3 separate regions of the Mus musculus genome follow, and all the other regions are linked to region 3. The links are chromatin contacts, called in public HiChIP or PLAC-seq and promoter capture Hi-C maps. All regions are on one chromosome and are shown on one strand. Each heading gives the region's core, a stretch centred on a gene start, on an enhancer-like site or on the middle of the called end of the contact. The rest is flanking DNA. Distances are from core to core; before and after follow the strand shown.

Region 1 (3,605 bases), core at 1,037-3,536, 400 kb before region 3:
CCAACCACTGAGCTACATTCTAGCCTGACCCTTAAACTTTTATGCTTTCTAGACAGAAAACTAAGGAAAGGATCATTTCCGACCAATAAGATGCTCTGCAAGGTGGCACAATTACATCCGGACTGTAGAGGTAGGAGGTTCAAGACACCTTAAGAAAACACCATCTCTCACACACCTAAATACTCAGAGTATAGAAGCCTAGGAAAGCAGGAGTTCCACAGATGGGAACGGGCCAGCTCTTCCAAGCCTGGATGAGCTCCTTTGGCAAGGAGATCGCCACACTGTGTCCACTGTGTCACAGGTCCTCCCGCAGTCTTTAAGGAAAGAAGCGTGGAGGGGCAACAAAGGTAAAGAGGGTTGGGTGTGGTGGCGCACTCTAATCCCAGCACTCGGGAGGCAGAGGCAGGCGGATCTCTGAGTTTGAGGTTAGTCTGGTCTACAGAGTGATCACACTAGGAAACGATGTGAAACAACAACAAAAAGCTCAAAGACGATGTCTGTCACAGCCGCTCATGGTGTCTGCCACCTGCGCTTGTTGGTTAGGAGCCCTGGCTTCCCGTACAATTCCCTTCTTGGGCACCTGCCCTTCAACATCTTATGAAGACACAACGCTGCCTTCCTCCTCAGGACACTGGCCCCCAGTGTCTCTGGGCATTGTTTTTTGCCCCTCCTCCTTGCTAGTTATAGCTACCAATCATGTGTCAAAGAGAGATGTGATACTATTTTGAAATAAAAGGAAACCATCCTGCAGCCTTCCCCACCCAGCCTTGCACCAAGGTGGGGTTTTTACTAGGTCAGGCCTGTGGCTGCTGGACCTGAGATCAGGGCCATCTCCAGCCTGGGCCTGAGATCAGGGCCTCATCTTTGATAAATAGGCAGGCTCTCCTCCGGAATGAATCCACGCAGGAACAGTGGCTCAGGGGAAGATGGTCCAGCTTTCTGGGAGTGTACCTACTACTCGGGCCTGTGCTGTCTGGCCAGTCACAAAAGAGAAACCCTAATATGTCCACATGGACCTGCCTAAGTGCTGATCTCTGGCAAGGAGTGAGCCCCTGCTTGCTTGCTATCTCTGTTCCTATATTGACAGCCAGAACACCAAAGTTCTGGCAAATGGGAGCCTTTCTCTGAGGTGGCCTGAGTAGTTGAGGAGACTGCTAACTTGACCCTGGGTCTTTTTTTCTTCCAGGTACCAGGCTGAAACTGCTCAAGGTGGCAGCTGCTGAAAGCTTTGCCAACGTGGCCTGGCAGTGCAAAAGCATTGAAAAGGGACCTTGGTTATGGGGACAAACGTTTCCTCCTCCATCGATTCACTGTGCAACTCACCCTGGGCTTGAGCCACTTCAGTTTCTCTGCCTGCAAAACAGAACCGATCGTTCTAGAAGCAAAGTGAGCAGTGTTCAACAATGACTTGTGAGGATGCAAATACCCAAGAAAGTTGGGTCTGACCAGAGTGTTGGGCCAGATACCCTCTGAGGCGCCCCGCGAGGATGGACAGAGAGATGCAGAGGAGCAGTCGAGAACCAGACAGCACCACGTCTCCAGTGTGTGACCCGCGGTGGCCTGGGACAGGAACTTGGGCTAAAGTCATCCCTTCGCAGTACCTGTCGGAGACACTCCGCGCCGTTCGTCGCGCGCAAAACTGCAGCTGGGCCCCGGCGAGCCAGGAAAAGCGGAGCAGCTCCGGGTTCCCCGCTTCGCGGAGGCGACGCGCAGCGCCCCGGGGGCCAGTCCCGCTCCGGGCCAGGCGCCGTACGAGCGCAGAGCCCCTGGACGCTCGCGCCCCACCTGCCCGCGCCAGGCACCCGCGCGCGGCCCCAGCTTTGTTCGCAACGGCCCGCGGAGCCCGTCGCCGCGCGCCCCTTTCCCGCCACCTGGCCACACAGCGCCCTCGGCCGGCGCGGGGCCGACTCCCGAGCTTACCTGCGGGGGCTGCGGCGTCGGGTCGTCCACGGGACGGGGCAGCCTCGGCTCAGCGCGCGGGCCGCTCGCGCAGCCGCCCCGCACTCCTCATCCGCGGCCGGAGCCTGCCCGCCCGGAGTGCCCGGTCCGCCCTGATGGGCGCTGGGCGCCCGGAGCTCCGACTCGGCCGCAGGCTGCGCGGTCTCGGGGTCCGGGGAGACGCGTTGTCCCCACCGTCCCTTCAGGCGCCGCTAGCGCCACCGGCCTGGAGCGCGGGACCCCGAGAAGTTTCGGCCCCGACTTAGCGGCACCGTTGGCGGCCACGGCTCGAGTGCAGCGCCGGCGCGGGGCGCGCGATCCCGGGGCTCCGCCGCCTGCGCCCCGCCCCGCCCCGCGCCGCCTCCCCGCCCCCCGCAGCCCGCGGCCGCGCGCGACGCCCAGCTCCGGAGGGCTCCTCCCCGGAGCCGGACCGGCCCCCGCACCTGCCTTCCGCGCCCCTCCGCGCCCACTGTCCCGCAGACTCTGCGGGGACAGAGCACTGCAACCGCGCGTGGACGTGGAGCGCGGACGCGTGACTCACCTTTTGGTGACACCCTTTGGAGTCCGGAGCTGCGAAGCGACCCGGGAGCTATTTCCACTCTGCAAACCCCGGTCCGGACCCACACAGGCAGGTCTCAGACTGGGACTCTGATGCCTGGATTGTTCTAGCGGGAAAGGCTTCTGTCAGGACTTAGGGCCCAGTTAGTCTCCGGATAAACATGAGGCACATAAAAGGACCCTACCGTTAGTAGCCTGCAAAGGTCACTAGAGGCCAGTGTTTGGCCTTAGCTCAGGGCAGAATTTAAACACTTTTATGGCGGTTCCTATAGTCTGTTAGTCTGTTTCCTCACAGAACACCACAGTGAGCTGCCCAAGGAACCGGAAAAGGTGAAAGGAATTAGAAGAGGCTTTGGGGAGTCCAGGCCTCCAGCTGGTGGCAGAACCCTGTTCCAGATCCTGGTTACATGGTGCCCACCACGAGCACATGATCTGAATCCATTCTGCAGGTTGTGAGTTTGTCACCCTGCTAAAGAAATTCCCTCGAAATTCAGTTCGGTGAGGGGAAGGAACCAGCAGTAATAATCAAAGACACTGTACTTTTGACCTAGAAACCAAAGAAGGGGACAGAATCCCCCTTCTGGGCATTAAAAAGACAAGGAACTCATCACACTGAGGAGGTGTAAGGAGCTGTTGTTCTCAGGGGTCACAATAGGAAGAGTTAAGGGATATTTTCATCAAATGATCCCTTAATTGGAAAGAAAGGCTCTTGGAATTGGGGTGGCAGCAGCCCAGGTACTCCGGGACTTTTCTCACTTGGAAGTGAGCGTGGTTTACAAGATCTGGTCCAGCCAGTAAATCAATGCCTTATGATAATTATAGGACCCTGCCCTCTCAGGGAGTCCAGTTCAAGGGCTTTATCCTTGGGGACACATGGGACAAGGGGAGAGCCATCTAAAACAAGCACAAAATCTCTGAGTTGGCTTTGTCAGTTTATAATTGGCTCCAGTATTTCCCTCTAGTGAATCATTCGTTCTGGGCTTCTGGCTTTGTGGAAGTTTCAGGGAAAACCTGGAGGTTGTAATCACTCCAGAAGGCCACCTGGGAACAAAACCTGAATGCTGCCTGGGGTTCAATCCGTGAGCTCTCACCATCCGGAAGTTTAAAGT
Region 2 (3,751 bases), core at 765-3,264, 500 kb before region 3:
ATACAAATGCCCTGGAATTAGTGATCGCAGTTGTACATCCAGCAAATACCCTGAAGACCACTGACCTGTGTGCTTTTAAGTGGTGAATTGTATACGACAATGAATGGTATCCCTTAAAGCTGTTTTAACATAACAAAGACACTTGAGTGGGATCAGATATTGAGGAAGCAGTTGTTGTTGGCAGGTCACAGCCATCTCCTGCATTTGTTATTGTACCAGGTAGAATCTTCTGTCTTCCGTCTGTGACTGTCCCATGCTTCTACAATGGGAAGGAGACACCATAGGCTGTCCCAGAGGATGGACAGACAGAATTACAAGGTCTGAAGGCTGGGGGTGGGGTAGGGGGGGAGGCTCCACAGTTAAGTGTATTTGCTGCTCTTGGGGAAGGCTAGAGTTTGTTTCCCAGCACCCGTGTCTGGTGACTCACGACCTCCCGTGACTCCAGCCCCAGAGGATCGATCCAATGACTCCCTCTAGCTTCTGGACACACATAAATAGGCACACACACACACACACACACACACAAGTAAACAATAAACTGAGTCTTAAAGGAAAGGACTGGAGTGAGCTCTACTTCTTGATTACCATGGCACCACACAGTGATGTCAGAAATCAGACCACACTGCTTTTCACAACTAACAGCAAATCCACTCTGGTCTTTTGTTAACAGGAGCAGCCCACGAAACCTCTAACTAGTAGTCGGAGGCTCCACTGTGATCTAGCTGCTACGGTTGACCCTTGCCTTGGTGCTGACTGTAACAATGAATGTGGGAGCCGGGCGTGGTGGCGCACGCCTTTAATCCCAGCACTAGGGAGGCAGAGGCAGGGGGATTTCTGAGTTCGAGGCCAGCCTGGTCTACAAAGTGAGCTCCAGGACAGCCAGGGCTATACAGTATACAGAGAAACCCTGTCTCGAAAAAACAAAAAAAACAAAACAAACAAAATGTCATTTTGCTTTGAAAGAGCTTCTTGGACTATTTAGTATCCCCACATTCATTGTTTTTTGTTTTTGTTTTTGTTTTGTTTTTTTGTTTTTTCGAGACAGGGTTTCTCTGTATAGCCCTGGCTGTCCTGGAGCTCACTTTGTAGACCAGGCTGGCCTCGAACTCAGAAATCCCCCTGCCTCTGCCTCCCTAGTGCTGGGATTAAAGGCGTGCACCACCACGCCCGGCTGACTTTTTTTTTTTAATTATATATTTATTTATGTCTTTTTAGGGAAATATGCATGTGTGTGCAGTGCCTCCAGAGGCCAGAAGAGGGCGCTGGATCTCCTGGAGCTGGAGTTATAGGTAGTTAAAGGTCAGCCTAATGTAGGAGCTGGGAACTGAAATTGGGTCCTCTGAAAGAGCTTTATGTGTTCTTTCTTCCTTTTTTCTTTTTAAAGATTTGTTTGTTTGTTTGTTTGTTTATTATGAGTACATTGTAGCTGTCTTCAGATTTATTGATTTATTGATTTATTGATTTATTTACTATGAGTACATTGTAGCTGTCTTCAGACGCACCAGAAGAGGGCACTGAATCCCATTACAGATGTTTGCGAGCCACCATGTGGTTGCTGGGACTTGAACTCAGGACCCCTGGAAGAGCAGTCACTGCTCTTAACCGCTGAGCCATCTCTGCAGCCCATTATATGCTCTTAAGGAAGCAGGCTGGGCCGTACTCTAAGGGAGTCATTTCTTTTTTTTTTTTTTTTTTTCATTTTTTATTAGGTATTTAGCTCATTTACATTTCCAATGCTATACCAAAAGAAGTGAGTCATTTCTATAAAGCCTTTCAGAAATGCTCTCAGCTCCCAACATGCCACCTGGAGCAGGGTGGAGCCGCAGACCCCCAGCACTGGGTCTCTTTCCCTTCTCCACGCAATTCGGCTCCTAGTGCTCCTCAGGAAAGCGCTGGCCTCTCAGGGCAGCTCATTCATCATTCATTCTCTCTCTTTCCCCCACGATTCTATCACTAGAAAGTTCCTCCTCACATGAAACCAAAATACGCCTCCTTGTAACTAACTTCTGCCTGCTGGAGCAGCTCTGCCTAATCCCCTTCCATTTGTCAGCTCTCCAGTGTTTGAAAACAAGAAACATGCCTTTTACGTGTTCCGTTCCCAACTCGCATATGCCTGACTTATTTCTTCCACCCGTCTTTAGTAAATGTGCTTCTGAGTTAATCAGCCCTCCCCAAATACCTTTTGAAACCATGTGCCCGTCTCTAAATATAATAAACCAGGTGCCACACACTGACTTCCGGTGACTTGGGATCTGAAAGTGTCCTTCAGCACACTGGACCAGCTCTGCCTCTGCTGGAGGGGCGTGGCCAGACTCTGAGGGTGCAGCGCCAACTGCACAGGGCAGCACGTGGGTCTTGGGTAAGAGATTCTTTTGGGGGGGGGGGGTGGGGGGGTAAAGAGATTCTTGCATAGAAATCTCCTGCAAGGACCAGTTCCCCACTGCAGGTTAGATAAACTCTGTGTGTGTGTGTGTGTGTGTGTGTGTGCGTTGGGTGTTTGGAGGGTATCTGGACGTGAAACAGTCACACATGAAAGGAAAAACCAAACCATCTCAAAGATATGAAGCTAGCAAGCCATAGCACTGGGCAGAGGCTTTGGAAGCCAGGCTGCTCTTCTGAGCTGCTCTGCTGCCCTCTGCTGGTGGATGACTTGTGCTGCAGCTTTCAGAAGAAGGAAGCCCTTTTGACACCAGGATCCTAGCAGGAGCTACCCCAGGACATGGCTTCTCAGACATAGAGAGGCTTCAGGGAAGCTATAGAAAAAGAAGTGGGAGTCAGGGCATGTGATACATGCCTTTAATCCCAGTACTAGAGAGGCTGAGGTAGGCAGATCTCTGTGAGTTCAAGCCCAGCCTGGTCTACAGAGAAATCTCCAGGACATGCAGGGTTGTGTAGAGAGACTCTGTCTTAAAACAATAAACAAAGAGAAACAAACACAACAACAACAACTAAGAGTGGCGAAAACCAGATGGACCAATAGCCCTGCCCTGAACAAGCCATCCACTATGCAATCAGACTCAGCAGTATCTACCACCCACCCCCCACTGTGCATGTTCAGGTGTGTGCAATGCATGTGGATGCATGTACATTCCCTCAGTGGAAGTCAGAAGTCCTTGACAAACCAGTCCCTATTCTACTGGGTCTTATTCCGAGACAATAAAAAGAAGGTGTTGGCAATCTTGAATTCACCCAGTACAGCTCCCCACCACACTGCCTCACCCCACTGTGTGCTGTTCCTCAGAAGCTGCCCTCCTTATTTTCTGAGACAAGGACCTGGGGCTCGCAGATTTAGCTGGGTGGGCTGCCAACCTGTCTCTGCGTCTCCAATGTTGGGATTACAAGCATGCATCACCGCACCGTCTCTCTATGTGAGTGCTGGGGACTGAATTTAGGTCTTCGTGCCTTTTGTGTGGGTGCTGGAGATCAAATTGGGTCCTCACGCTGGCAGGGCAAGCAAGTTTTCAGACAGAGTCATCTTGCTAGCCTGTCTGTCCAGCATTCATTCCTTGAATAACGGGAAACAGGCCAAGAAGGATGCTATGCCCCACCTGGACCAGTCTCATGGTCTTACTCAAAACTGCTTAAGCAGGATAGGTACTGTGCCAAGGAGAGGGATGTGTGTGAAGAGAATCCCTGAAGAATTGCTAAGTAAATCCACCAAACCCCAAGTCAGCTTTTCTGGGGAAACTGCCCCTCAGGGCATCCCGGAACACTGGCTCATGCCTTCTTCATAGCCAGGGCTGATCCCAAA
Region 3 (3,925 bases), core at 384-2,883:
CTGTAACTGTTGTTGAAGACATCGTAGACAAAGGCTGCAAAACACATACACAGAGACCACAGACTCTTCAGTTTTCATCATTCTGACAACTTTTGCTACCTTTCATCTATGTAAAATGGACAAAAAATGTAGTGGGGTTTTTTCCCTCTCCTTTTTTCTTTTACAACCTAAAGTTTTGATAAAGAAAGGCAGCTTTTAGGAAAACAAAACAAAACTTCTTTACTATTCTGTTAGTTTTCAGCACAAAAAAATTTAAAATTATTTTTATTCATGTATATGTATACAGGTGCCAGAAGAGGCTAGAAAAATGCATTTGATTCCCTGAAGGTTGAATTACAAGCAGTTGTGAGCTGCTAGAGTTGGGGTGCCAGGAACTGAACTCTGGTCTTTTCCAAGAGCAGCACATGTACTTACTTGTTAAGCCATCTTTTCAGTGCCTCTCACAAGATATTTAAATAGTTTAGCTTAGATACTTATTAGGGAATTTTTTTTTTTTTAAAGCAGGTTTCTCTGTTTAGCCTTGGCTGCCCTGAAACTTTATCTGTAGACCAGGCTGACCTTGAACTCACAGAGATAGGCGTCCACTAGCTGACTGGACCGTAGTTCTAATAAAAATATTGTCATAGAGGATTAACCTTTTCCAAAGCACAAAATCGTAAGCTTGAGCTACAATATAATTTGCTGAGAGGAAAATAAATAAAACAACAAGCATCTCTGATATCTTTTTCCATAGTTACTCTTTTAAATCTGTGTCATTTTGCTGACAAGGACTCTGAATTAAGGTAATAATCACCTAGATGATAGTTTATGCTAGAAGACAATCTTAAGAGGCTTTTTGTTTGTTTTTGATCGCCATTTAAAAACTTACACCAACTGCAGGTGCCACTGTAATAGTCTCTGGACTAAGTGTTCTTCTCAACTGAGCATCAAGATCTTCTAGTGGTTGCTGGGACTAAGCAAAAACAGTACTGTAAGTTGTTTAGCACCTTCAGTGTCACTATATATAGCTAATTATACAGATTACATCATTTTATGCTCTAAATCACATTTGTTCTAATACTGAATATAAAACCAGTATAATGAAGTAATATTATCTATCAAGTTGTCAGTCTATCAATCCTTAGGACAATCCAAGTACATTTATGCTTTTGTAGTTTCAGAATCATTCTATCTTCTATGTTTAATGTTAGTGACTTTACTGGTTTCTCTATGAAAATACATTCTGGAAAGTATATCAGAATCTATTGTTAAATTATATACCCACATTCATATGTTAACTTGTGGCATGTTACTTATCCTATCATGTTCAAATGAAAATTAGGATCAAATAAGTAGGGATAAATGCATAACGGGCTTCTCATGTAAGCAATCTGTCATGCTTTTCTTAAACATAATTTAAGAAAGAATTACAAATATCATTTCAAATTTATTTGTTGTTTTCATTTCAGAACTTTTTTCATGTTTACAATGGGCTCAGAACTGCTTTCTTGATGAGAATGCAATTAAATGCAGTGGTAATGGTAGTAGGAAAAAAGAGTAACTTAAATATTGTTAAGTATGACCATGCCGTACTTCAACCATTTCACTAGTGAAAAAAAATGGTAAACACCAGAGGAAAGCTGTACCAGTTACCATGTGGTTTCCTCTCTTCTCCCTCTGGGAATGGCCAGCTGTTCTCATACCTACATTCTTTTTCTTGACCTACCCAAGTGGTAAAATTATTTTTCTACAAGGCCTGGTTCATGGGTTCCTTTCTTTCTTAAAACATAGTGAACAGAGTTTTAAGGAAGAGTGAGGAAGAACTCTTGATGTTCTTCTTCTTCCTCGGGGGAGGGGGTTCTAAAGATTTCAAGAATGCAGACTTATGGGTCGTTTTTTTTCTGATTCAGGAACAAAGAGTGAAATATGTACAACTTTTATTTCTACAATGGCTTAGAAGCTCAGCTTTACTTTTTTTTTTCTCTTTTTAAGTTTCATTTTATTTGTGTGTCTGTGGTGCTGTGGTGGGCCACACTTATATACACTGTGTGTGTAGAAGCTTGAGTGTCTTCTTTGATTGCTTTCTACCTTATATAGAGGCAGGGTGTCTCATTTTAATCCAGAGCTCACCATCTGACTAGTATAGCCAGATACAGTTTATTATTAACTTCTTTGTTTGAGGCAGGGTCTTACTATGTAGCCCTGGATGGCCTGAAACTAACACACCACCTTAAACGTTGGGATTAAAGGCAAGTGCCACCATGCCAGGCCTGCCAAGAAAAGTTTACAAGAATGTTATTACTAATTCATAGCCAGAATGATCTAGAAGCCAAGATAAATAACACAATGGAGAATTTACACAAATTTGGTGAAGAAAAGCAGGGGCTTTTCTGGTGAAGAAAATAATTTATTAAGTTACTGGCACCTGAATTAGAGAAGGTCCAGGAAAAGGTGGCAGCTGCTCACAGGGTACAGTACCGGCTGAAAGTTCAGTACCCACTGGTGGCACCTATAATAATGAAGGAAAATTCAAGTCTATGAGCTACCATTGGTAAAAAATATATACTAAGAAAAAATTAATTTAAAAGCAGAACGATACTAAAATGTGTCTACTTATAGCATTTAAATTACACTTTTCAGTCTGTTTTAAAGGACAACATACCAAAGACACTAGTATGACAGTTACAATCAAACAACTATGAAACAAATGATAAAATGCAATGAGAAGGGAAACAAAAAGAACAAAATTTTTAAGTAGACAGATAAGAGTACAGTTAGGGGCTGAAGAGACAGCTCAGCAGTTAAGAGCACTAGCTGCTCTTATAGAGAACCCAAGTTTTGTTCCCAGAATCAACATTGTGGCTCAAAACTCCAGTTCTAGGGGATTTGATGCCCTTTTCTGACTTTGTTGGGCACCAGGCATCAAGTGCCAAAAAAAGAGCCACCAACAAATTTTTGAAGTTGCTCATATGAGATAAATAAGACATTTCAAAGAAAACAAGCAGATTTAGAAATAAACAAAGGTCATGACTGATAACAAAGGCATAAAATTATATTATTCTATTGGCACAGAAAGAGGATGAAGATATCAGAATGAGAGGACATCTGCAACAGCACAATTAAATAGTTTCTGTTTATTGGATTTCTAGAATGCTATTATTTCCTCTTTCATTTTCAATCACTTTTATCAACTTCCAACTTTATTTATTGTTTACGAGTACACTGTCACTCTCTTCAGACACACCAGAAGAGGGCATCAGACCCCATTACAGATGGCTATGAGCCAACACGTGGTTCTAGGAATCGAACTCAGGACCTCTAGAAGTTAACTGCTTAGCCATCTCTCCAGCCCAACTTCAACTTTTTATTAACTCCCAATTTTTATCAAAGGAATCTACAATAAGGAATATTCATTCTCAACTAAAAGATGATAAAATATTCCTTTATTGGTCAATACATTTTGCTCCTTTTTGGGATGTAGAATTCTTTAATATCTACCAATCCCGTAGAAATAACCTGTCCTTTTCAACAGACTTATATTGTTAAACTATTTATATCTATGCATGTCTTTGTGGGAGTATGAGCATTCTGAATGCAGTTGCCTGCAGAGGCCAGGAGAGGTCAGATCCAGAGGTTGTTATTAAGTCTTCTGCACATGGCTTCTGGGAACCAAATTTGGGTTATTTGAAAGAGCAGTGTTCTTAAATGCTGAGCCCTTGGTTTTTTTTCTTTTCTTTCCTATTTCTTTATTTAGAGACAAAGCCCTATTCTATAGCCAAGACTGGCCTGTAACTCATTGTAGTGCCCAGGCTTTCCTGTAACTTGTAACTACCTTCTGTCTTCAAGTGTTGGGGTAATAGACATGAGGCATAAGACCCAGGGAAAAACCTGTATTTTACTTGACCATTATTTATTTTACCTGATAATTCTACATTCTAAGAAAACT

Evidence for each region. Promoter capture Hi-C pulls out the DNA fragments that hold promoters and counts their contacts. HiChIP or PLAC-seq counts read pairs in DNA pulled down with a chosen protein or histone mark.
Region 1: a contact with region 3 is called in a promoter capture Hi-C map of liver, with 4 times the contacts expected there. The contact joins the promoter of Wnt5b here to the enhancer-like site in region 3. A contact is called at or near these places in 9 of 39 promoter capture datasets (the 3T3-L1 cell line, the C10 cell line, cranial neural crest and 4 more), 2 of 115 datasets of contacts at active chromatin or transcription factors (the 230-238 cell line and large pre-B cells) and 4 of 9 other capture datasets (adipose tissue, embryonic stem cells, liver and 1 more).
Region 2: a contact with region 3 is called in an H3K27ac HiChIP or PLAC-seq map of large pre-B cells, with 6 times the contacts expected there. The contact joins two enhancer-like sites. A contact is called at or near these places in 1 of 115 datasets of contacts at active chromatin or transcription factors (large pre-B cells) and 2 of 9 other capture datasets (adipose tissue and embryonic stem cells).

The regions. Positions count from the first base shown.
Region 1 is chr6:119,542,061-119,545,665 of GRCm38.p6, forward strand. It overlaps Wnt5b (wingless-type MMTV integration site family, member 5B), which reads right to left and starts at 2,287. Exons shown (of 5, transcript NM_009525.3): 1 at 1,921-2,287. It overlaps Gm52875, which reads left to right. Exons shown (of 2, transcript XM_030255703.1): 2 at 1,187-2,287. The coding sequence starts at 1,488. The coding sequence ends at 2,204.
Region 2 is chr6:119,441,682-119,445,432 of GRCm38.p6, forward strand. The region is part of intron 3 of Wnt5b (wingless-type MMTV integration site family, member 5B); the gene reads right to left. Among named protein-coding and RNA genes, the nearest start is that of Gm40397, 24 kb to the right of the region's middle. Within about 2 kb of position 2,015, at least 61 of the 459 cell types and tissues checked have an H3K27ac peak or open chromatin away from gene starts, as enhancers often do.
Region 3 is chr6:119,943,833-119,947,757 of GRCm38.p6, forward strand. It overlaps Wnk1 (WNK lysine deficient protein kinase 1), which reads right to left. Exons shown (of 28, transcript NM_001199084.1): 20 at 2,405-2,488; 21 at 869-952; 22 at 1-34. Among named protein-coding and RNA genes, the nearest start is that of Rad52, 43 kb to the left of the region's middle. Within about 2 kb of position 1,634, at least 2 of the 459 cell types and tissues checked have an H3K27ac peak or open chromatin away from gene starts, as enhancers often do.